Regions from separate parts of the Dromaius novaehollandiae genome. Here region 2 is linked to region 1. The links are chromatin contacts, called in public Hi-C maps. All regions are on one chromosome and are shown on one strand. The core of a region is the stretch at or near the end of the contact, and the rest is flanking DNA. Distances in the headings are between cores, read along the strand shown. Region 1 holds the start of FAR2 (fatty acyl-CoA reductase 2). Region 2 holds the start of LOC112984500 (zinc finger protein 391-like).

Evidence for each region. Hi-C and Micro-C count contacts between places; a contact is called where the count stands out from the background.
Region 2: a contact with region 1 is called in a Hi-C map of ovary, with 4 times the contacts expected there. The contact joins the promoter of LOC112984500 here to the promoter of FAR2 in region 1. A contact is called at or near these places in 3 of 4 Hi-C or Micro-C datasets (brain, liver and ovary).

The regions. Positions count from the first base shown.
Region 1 is chr1:77,872,338-77,876,635 of bDroNov1.hap1, forward strand. FAR2 (fatty acyl-CoA reductase 2) reads left to right here and starts at 2,024. Exons shown (of 13, transcript XM_064517503.1): 1 at 2,024-2,234.
Region 2 is chr1:78,065,233-78,069,526 of bDroNov1.hap1, forward strand. It overlaps LOC112984500 (zinc finger protein 391-like), which reads left to right and starts at 1,876. Exons shown (of 2, transcript XM_026102399.2): 1 at 1,876-2,185; 2 at 2,493-4,294. The coding sequence starts at 1,912. The coding sequence ends at 3,493.

The sequences.
Region 1 (4,298 bases), core at 774-3,273:
CCAAGCTTGGAACAGCTTTCTCCAGCTCAGGCAGTGTAATTAATGATGGAATTAAGGTTACTCCAGAATGAACAATGAAAGCTAATTTCTCTCCCCTGTTCCTGAGGGCAGAGTACCCTGGAGAGCTTACTTTCTTTCTTTTTTTTTTTTTTTTTTAACTCCTTTTAAGGTGTTGTGATGTACTTCTTCAGCCACCCAGAAGGGTTTGGTTTTTTTTTTCCAGTTAAACCTCTAGTCTTCCCACACCCCATGACACATTTCATGGCCACAATACAACCTTCTGTTCACCAGTTCAAAGGGTAGTCTTTCAGGTTGGCACTGCTTTAATGATTTCTTTTTGTTTCTTTATCTCCTTAATCAAATCATCAACTCAACTCTTCCTTCTCATTTCTGGAAAGCTGTCACAAACTGTCTCTGACATGTTATCTGTTTAATGTCCTCATTGGCCTTTAGTCAGGAATTGCTCCTCAAGTCAGCCTGCTTTTTCCAAACTGCACAAAGGGATTTCTATATGTTTGTAGATAAATCCAAATGTACTTTTGCTCCCATGCAATGTCTCCTGATAATCATCAGTTCTTGCAAATACTCTTTGAAGTGTTCTACTCAGTTTCCATAAGATAATGCTAGCAATAGTTGTCTCCAATTCTGTGCTTACTGGAAACTCTTCTCCTGGCTATTTTTCAGTGTGCAAGACCATTCTCTTTGATCAAAGCCACCCCTGATTATCTATTCTATCAGTCCACATCTTTCTCTACTTGTTTCCCATTTTGGTGCCAAGTAGTTGCCCTCAATTGGCAGTTCCAGTATGGCTTTTTCAGTTTAGATAGAAGCCAGGCCAGCCTGTCAAAGGCAGAGGTTTATATTACAGAACATGCCTGAGATGTAAGCAGCCAAAACCCTGTTTCCTCAGAACTATCCTAGCAAACATCAGTCCCTTTCAGCAAACAGCTGGGACTTCCTTGGGTGAGAACCACTTCCTGGGGTTTGTTTCTTGCAAGTTCCTTCCTGCTACAGCTCAGATGGATGAATCCCAAACTCTTTTGCTAGGAGAGATAGGCAGTTTTTCCTTGAAGGTAAAAGATGAAAGTGGATAACACTACTTCAACTCTGTAGGTGTAGTGTGGAGAGCTGCTGACACAGACATTGTGACATGGGCAACTTGGACACTTTATGGACCAGACTGTGCAGTGAACTGGACATAGGGCCCTAGGACCAGAGTGTCACACTAGCAGTCACAGTACATGTACTTTAAGAACACTAGTCAGAATGAGGTAAGGCATGTGAAGGCATACCTGCTTTGTGGACTCCAGCTAGCCTTAGGCTTGAACTAGTAGCATCCGGGTGTGAGAATAGCCACGCTCAGTGATTTTTCATGTGGAAACAGCAGGCACCTGTAGCCTACAAGCATCACTAGGATCAGGCAGCAATGGAGCTAGGGGCCTGAGAACTCCAATTCTGGGTGTAGCACCTAATCCTTTTGTGTTTGGAGCCTTGATGACAGCTGTGATACCAATTCAGTAATCAGTGGGCAACTTACCTAACTTCTCCCTCTCCCTCTCTCTCTCCACCCCCTCCCCCAACTAATAAATTGAAGACAGTAATTAGATAAATACCACCTTGTAAAATTAATTAATGCTTGCACATACTGCAAGTGTCATACAAGACATAAAAGTGTCATTTCTTGCTGGTTCAAACACTGGGTTGAAAAAATTTTGCTGAGAGAAGCATATCTTCTGAAGTTGAAGGGAGAAAATTAATACTTGTGGCAAAGGCTGAGTAGGTATGTTGTATGTCTGTACACTTCTTAATGCCTGTAACACAAATTCTGTAGCTAATAATATACTGATTTTTTTAACTGTATTTCTGTATAACGTTCTTCCTGCTGATCATTTTTTCTAAGCACAAAGAGAAATTCGGCTTTAAGGTGAAGAGGGAAAGGGTTTTGAGATGCAAAAATCATCTTTGGGGGGCGGGGGACACCACTTTCCCTACCCATTCAGCGTGGGTTTAGAAAGCATCCCGCTTCCCCTATCTCCGCCCGGAGGCGCGCAGAGGCTGCGGCACGGCGCTGCTCTCGGCCAACTCCTCAGAGGCAGCGGCAGTCGGAGCTGGGGGGAGGCGCTGCGAAGCCGCGGGGACGAGGCGGGCGCAGCCGCTGCCGCCGCTCGCCCCCTGCGTGCCGGCCCCGCGGAGCACGGAGGCGGCCGCGCCGGCGGAGCAGCCCCGGTGGCCCGGTAAGGAGCGGCGCGGGGAGAGGCCCGGTGGTGGGGGGGAGAGGGAGGGATCCTTTTCTTGCCTGTTCTTCTGATTTCCTCTAAGGGCTGCTGCTGCCGCATATGTGGGTCCCCTGCGGCAGGGCTGGCGGGGGAGGCAGGGTCTGCGGCCGGAGGAGGATGGACAAACATCGCTTTGCGTTGGTGCCGCTGGGCGATGGCGGGAGCTGCGGGCTGCAGGCGCGGGGCTGAGCGGTGCTGAGGAGGGTGCCTCTGCCCCGGCCCCGCTTCCCTTTCCCTGCCCCTCGGCTCCCGCTGCACAGCGCCGCGCTTACAATTTAGCCTGGTGGTGTGAAAACAGGGTCGGGCAAGGCGAGACCCTGAAGAAAAGGAGCGCGGGCGGCCTGAGCCGGCGGGCAACCCCCGCGGGCAGCAGCCGCGCGGTGCGAGAAGCAGCAGAGGGGAAGGCAGAGCGAAGGCACTGCTCCTCCCTCCCCCGGCCGGATATATAGTATAAAACCCAGAAGAGGAGGAGAGGTTTGTATTTTTTTTCTTTCCTTTCCTCCCTTTCTTTGCTGGTAGTTGCTTGTGTATTAGGGGAGGTGGAGGAAGCGGTCTGGAGACAGGAACTGGTCGGAAAAGCGGTAATTAAAGGTAACAGCCTGCTGGAAGGAGAAACAAAAAAAGGGGGGGGGGAAGGAGGGAGAGCAGGGGACGCTTCGGAGGGATAATGATGTTGCCCAGAGAAGCGAGGAAAGCGGCAGGGGGAGCCGGGGGCGGCCGGGACGGAGGGGCTGGACACGCCCTGTGGGAACCGGGGCCGGGCCGGTACCGCTGTCCTGGCAGCAGAACCCGACCAGCGCGCCAGGGCGGCGGCGCGTCAGGCGGGCAGCGAGATGCGGCGGTACCTGGATGCGTCGGTGCTCTGCGCCAAGCGGGCGCTGTGGGGCCGGACTGCCCCCTTCCTCCCGGAGCCCCCCCGAGTCCCCTGGGCCGGACCCCGCTTCCCCCGGGCTGCGCAGATCCGGACCCCCAGGGGCTGGACCCACCCCGAGCGCCCGAGCCGCCGGCACAGGGCGGTGGCCCGGGCGTTGCCGGGGCGGGGGGGGGGGGGGGGGGGGGAGCGGTGGCTTCAGCCCAGCTCCGCTCTTCGCCTCTTCCTTGAGAAAGTTCAAGTTGAAGTGCAAACCTATGAATGAAGAGAGGAGTGTTATGAGCTCTCATTCACACCAAGGAGGTTTGCTCTGTCTAGGGGTAATTCGAGTGTGATGTTATTTGAACATGGGGAGAGCCGAGACCCTTCTAGGGGAAGTTTGCCCTTTTGATTTTCCCTATTATTAGGCCCATACATAAAAATAGGTGTAGTATATGGGATAGCAGTGGTTTTAATCACGTGAGAAGAGCTTGTATTCTGAGACTTGCTGCTGTTTCTTACATCTCATTATGAGTAGGAAATTACTAGATACCTCTGCTGCCCACTCACATGGCACCACAAAGATTTATCCCCCCCCCTTTTTTTTTTTACCAGATCCTATGAGACTATCCTCAGTCTTTTAGAAATTAGAGGCATCTGACCTCATCACGTCTTGTGCAGTCCTTTACAGTAATGTCATTACACAGAATAATTTGCTTTTACGTGTTTGCCTCAAAGCTTTTTAAGGGCATAGCTAGAGAAGAGAGACAAATAACTAATGACGGACCATTATCTTGCAGTAGGAAGCAATGAAACTAATTGGGAGATGCTTCACCCAGAAATACTGCACCATAAATTCAATCGAAAGATTAGTTTCACATTTTCTTTTAGACTGCAATTTTGATTTCTGTGACGGTAATTATTTGGCTAGAAAAATGTCCCCCCAAATCCATATCTGCTCTGACCCTGTTTCACTTAAATGTGTACTGAAATAAGAGTAAAATTGAAATGTCAGGTGGTTCCAAAGATGTGATAAAACACCTGGCCCTTCAAAAGCTTTTAATCCTAAAGCCACAGGTTTTGGCTCATTGCTTTAGAGCTCAATTTTCTGCATGCGTTGGTGTCCTGGGAACCTTTGTCTCCACTTGATAAGAAGTTGATTGCAGTTCAGA
Region 2 (4,294 bases), core at 626-3,125, 190 kb after region 1:
ATGGGCTTCATTTCCATATCCTTCAGCCATGCCACTCCACACACATGGAAGTACTTCTTTTGGGCAACAAAAACATTCCTGAATAGGTCATCTTCCTTTTTGATACCCACCTCCTTTGTGCCTCCACTCTTTGTGATGCTGATGTTACATTAGCATGTAAAAATGCATGTAATCTTCCTCTGTGTGGTATCTCCACAGCTGCATTACTGACAATTTGATCACAGATTTCATCTTCCCTGTCTGTGATTATTGACATCCCAAGCACCTGATCACCAACCTGTGTGGAACAGGCAGAATACAATAGTTACTACACGGCCCCCATTTACCACTTACTCCTTAAAATTTATTTTCCAAGATTTTAAGCTCCTCTCCCTCACAGCCTCTATGAATTTAGCAAAGGCTTTCTCCTCCTCCGTCTGACTATACTGGGCATTCTGCAGTTACGCACTTCATTGATCATTCCTCTTGTTTTCCATCTGACCTGTGAATATATTTTCTTATTTATCTACACATCTCAATTTCTCTCTCTTCTAATGACTAATTCTCCTGGTCAATGGCACTTACCTCAATGATGCAACATTTAGGTATAAGGTCTGCATAACAATTACTAGGCAGAGCTGTTTAAAAGGGACTGGGAATTGAACTGAAAACAATTTGCCAAGAAGGGAGGGGACAACAGAACTATTTTCCCTCCATATCAAATAGGAAGGGAAAACTATGGTAGGTTTGTTTAAGAGCACAGAAGCACAAGGAGGTCAGGTCTTTTGCTTCTTTGCAAGACCAGCTCCTCTGTCTTCAGCTTTCAATAACAGTGGAAAATGCTAGCATTTCACTCCTCCTCAAATTCTTCAACACCCATAGTCTTTTTTTTTTTTTTTGGCAAATATTCATTTAGGTGTTTAAGCATATGCAGACAGGTGTCAGTTCACATTCTGCAAACCTTTGCATCCAGAGCCCAAAACAGATGTGTCCTTTTGGTTGGCTCTGTACTTCCAAATCATGTGACTTAACTGCATGAAAGTCTCATGAAAATCTGGGTTTCTTTCTTAGCTAGTATTATTTTGGATTTTTTTTCTCATTTCCCATGTGCTCTGATTATTAGGCAGCAAAACTGCAAACTGCAACCTTTTCCACCACCCCAAGCAGCCATCAGTCCTCATTTACGAAAGGGAAGCTGAGGCTACAGGGTGACCTGGGGAAAGATAACGATCATGTACCACGTCGTCTTCTGCATTCAGATCTCCACATGGGGCTGACCCTGCTCCAGCTGCCTGCAGCCCCTTCTCCCCTCCTCTCCCCCAGCACTCTTCTGGTTGCCGTCAGGCAAAACGATGGATACCTGCATCCAGCAGTAAGAAAGCTGCGTGAAAGGCCGAGGGTATGAGGAACGTGGCAGTAATAACAAAACCCGTGAAACCTCGGAGCTTTGTTTCTGACTGCATCATGGTGGCTGGCTGAGGACAGATGCTGCATTTGCAGCTAATTGGGCTGCACCTGCACGAGCAGACAGCTGTGCTGGGGCGGCGGTACGTGCCAGGGTGGTGGGGCGAGCCCCCAGAGCTGTGCCAGGGGAGTGTGGCCTGCTCTGCTCCATGCCGCATCATGCGCTCCCCCCAGCCTCGCTCAGCTGCCCGCCTGGCCTGGTCCAGGCGATCCTGCCAGTCATGAACACGCCCCTAGCATGGCTGGGGATAAGAGGGGGTAGGAAAGGATTAAATAAAACTGTTAAAAAGCCTAGGGCGGGGCAGAAACCTCCCTGCCTCCACCGCACCTTTTCTAACACCACGTGAGGGTAAACCCGCTGCAGTTCAATTTCGGTCTCCCTGAGCCCCCAGCGGGGGACTAGGGAAGGGGGTGGGGGTGCTCGGCAGTGTCCCGGGATGCACGGGCGGCGAGGCCAGGCGAGGGAGGATGGGGGCGGTCCCGGCTGGGCAGCGATGGCCCGGCGCGGGCGGAGGCCCGCAGCGGCGGACGCGGCGGCTGCCGGCCGGGGCTGCAAGGGTTACAACCATAGAGCCGGCCGCCTCCCGCGGCGGGGCGGGGGGCAGGAAGTGCTCGCTGGCGGCGCGGGGATGCGGGCGGCGGCGGCGGCGGCCTCCGCTAGTGAGGCGCCGCCTCAGCCCGCGGTCTGCGCTGCCTGCCTGTAGCCCGGCCCGCGGGCGGGCGGAGGCCGCCGCCGGGCCAGGTGAGCGCGCTGGGAGCGCGGGGGGCCGCCCTGGGGCCGGGGGGCGGCTGGGCCCCGCTACCCGGCCTCCCTGTAGGTCCCCCCCCCGCGGCCCGCGCTGGTGCCAGCCGGGAGTAACCGGGGCAGTGTCATGGCGGAGCCGCAGGGATGTGGGGGGCTGGAGGTGGCGCTGGGGTATGGCGTTGCCCTGGCAGAGGGCATCTGTTGGCAGCAGGAGAGAGGGGGGACGCATGCTGATGGCACGTGGTGGCTGGGAGTGGGGCGGCAGAGGGCAGCCTGTGTCAGGACTCGCCCCCTGTCCCTGCAGGTGATGGCAGCATGAGCGAGCATGAAGAGGACAACCCCCAGCCAGGTGGTGCGGTGGCAGCCCAACCCCACAGTGCCCTCTCGGACTTCTTTGTGAGGGAAGTGTCGCTGGTGGGCTGTGACCTGGGAATTGCCTGTCCACGGCCAGACCTCCTCTCAGCGGAGACGAGGCCGGAGAAGGCTCCTCGCTGCGGCTTCCGGAAGCGGAAGGACACAGTGGTCCACCAGAGAGCATTCATGGGAGAGAAACCATACATCTGTGTTGAGTGTGGGCAGAGCTTCAACCGCAGCTCAGACCTCATCCGCCACCAGAGGATCCACACAGGGGAGAAGCCATATGTGTGCGTGGACTGCGGGAAGAGCTTCAGCCGCCGCTCTCACCTCATCCAGCACCAGCGCGTCCACACGGGTGAGCGGCCGTACCAGTGCAAGGACTGTGGGAAGAGCTTCAGCCAGAGCACTCACTTGGTGCAGCACCAGCGCAACCACACTGGCGAGAGGCCTTATGTGTGCGCCAAGTGTGGGAGGAACTTCTATCAGAACTCGGGTCTGCTCCGCCACGCCAACTTCCATACAGGCGAGAAGCCCTACAAGTGCCCCCAGTGTGGGAAGCGCTTCAGTGACAGCTCCAACCTCATCGCCCACCAGCGGCTCCACACTGGGGAGAAGCCCTACAAGTGTGCTGACTGCAACAAGTGCTTCAGTGAGAGCTCCAAGCTGGTCATCCACCGGCGCATCCACACCGGTGAGAAGCCTTACTTGTGCCCTGACTGTGGGAAGAGTTTCAGCCAGCGCTCGCACCTTGTCCAGCACCGTCGCACCCACACCGGGGAGAAGCCCTACAAATGTGCTGAGTGTGGGACCTGCTTCAGTGACAACTCTACCCTCATCCGTCACCGTCGCACCCACACTGGGGAGAAACCTTTCAAGTGTTCCCAGTGTGGGAAGAGCTTCAGCCGCAACTCCTATTTAGTCTCACACCAGCGAGTGCATGTGTGGTAGGCAGCGTCACTAGGCGTGGGCTGTGGATCTTCTAGGATGCAGCTCCTGATCCAGGCCCCTTTTAAAATGTGCCTAAAGGAGGAGGAGTGTAGATGAGGGTATGTCTACACCAAGGGTATGAGGCTCAGGGCCCCTGGGTTGTTGTAGGCAACCAGCCAGAACAATACCTTTGGCCTGTGTTGCCACTTTCAGCCACTTCCTTCTCCCAATGCCCCTCAGGCACAGGCAGAAGATGGGCAGTAGTTCTGGATCCCAAGGTCCTGCCATCCTTTTTCCCAAGTACTGGGCCTGGATTCCATCTGCCACACGACCAACGTGCAGGCATTTCCCTCCACCTTCCCATGACAGGTGCCTGGAGAAAATGTGCAATATGATGAGAAGCTGCTTGCATGTGCCATTCTGTGAACAAACATCAAATGTCAGGCAAGATGCCTGTGTCTTGGTCATGTAATGTATGCACGTGTTGCCATGTCAAGGGAAATAGGATGGGAAATGAGGTCCTTGAATGTCTCCTTAAGGAGCACACCTAGCTGAAATGTTGTGGCCTGTACAATATTGTGTAGGTTTATGGAAGCTCACCATGCCCATGTTGTGATCCAGCTATGGTGGTCAGGATGGCCAAAGCTAGATAAGCCCTAAGGAGAGGCTGGAGACTGCATCAGGCACACGCAGTGTGCATGGCCAACGTGGAGCACAGGCAAAGGTCACTTGAGCCTGCTTGCAAAAGTAAAGTGTAGACATACCCTGAACTAGAGAAGGAAGGAATGCATTCAAAAGGTTGCAGCAAATGCTGCTGGGATG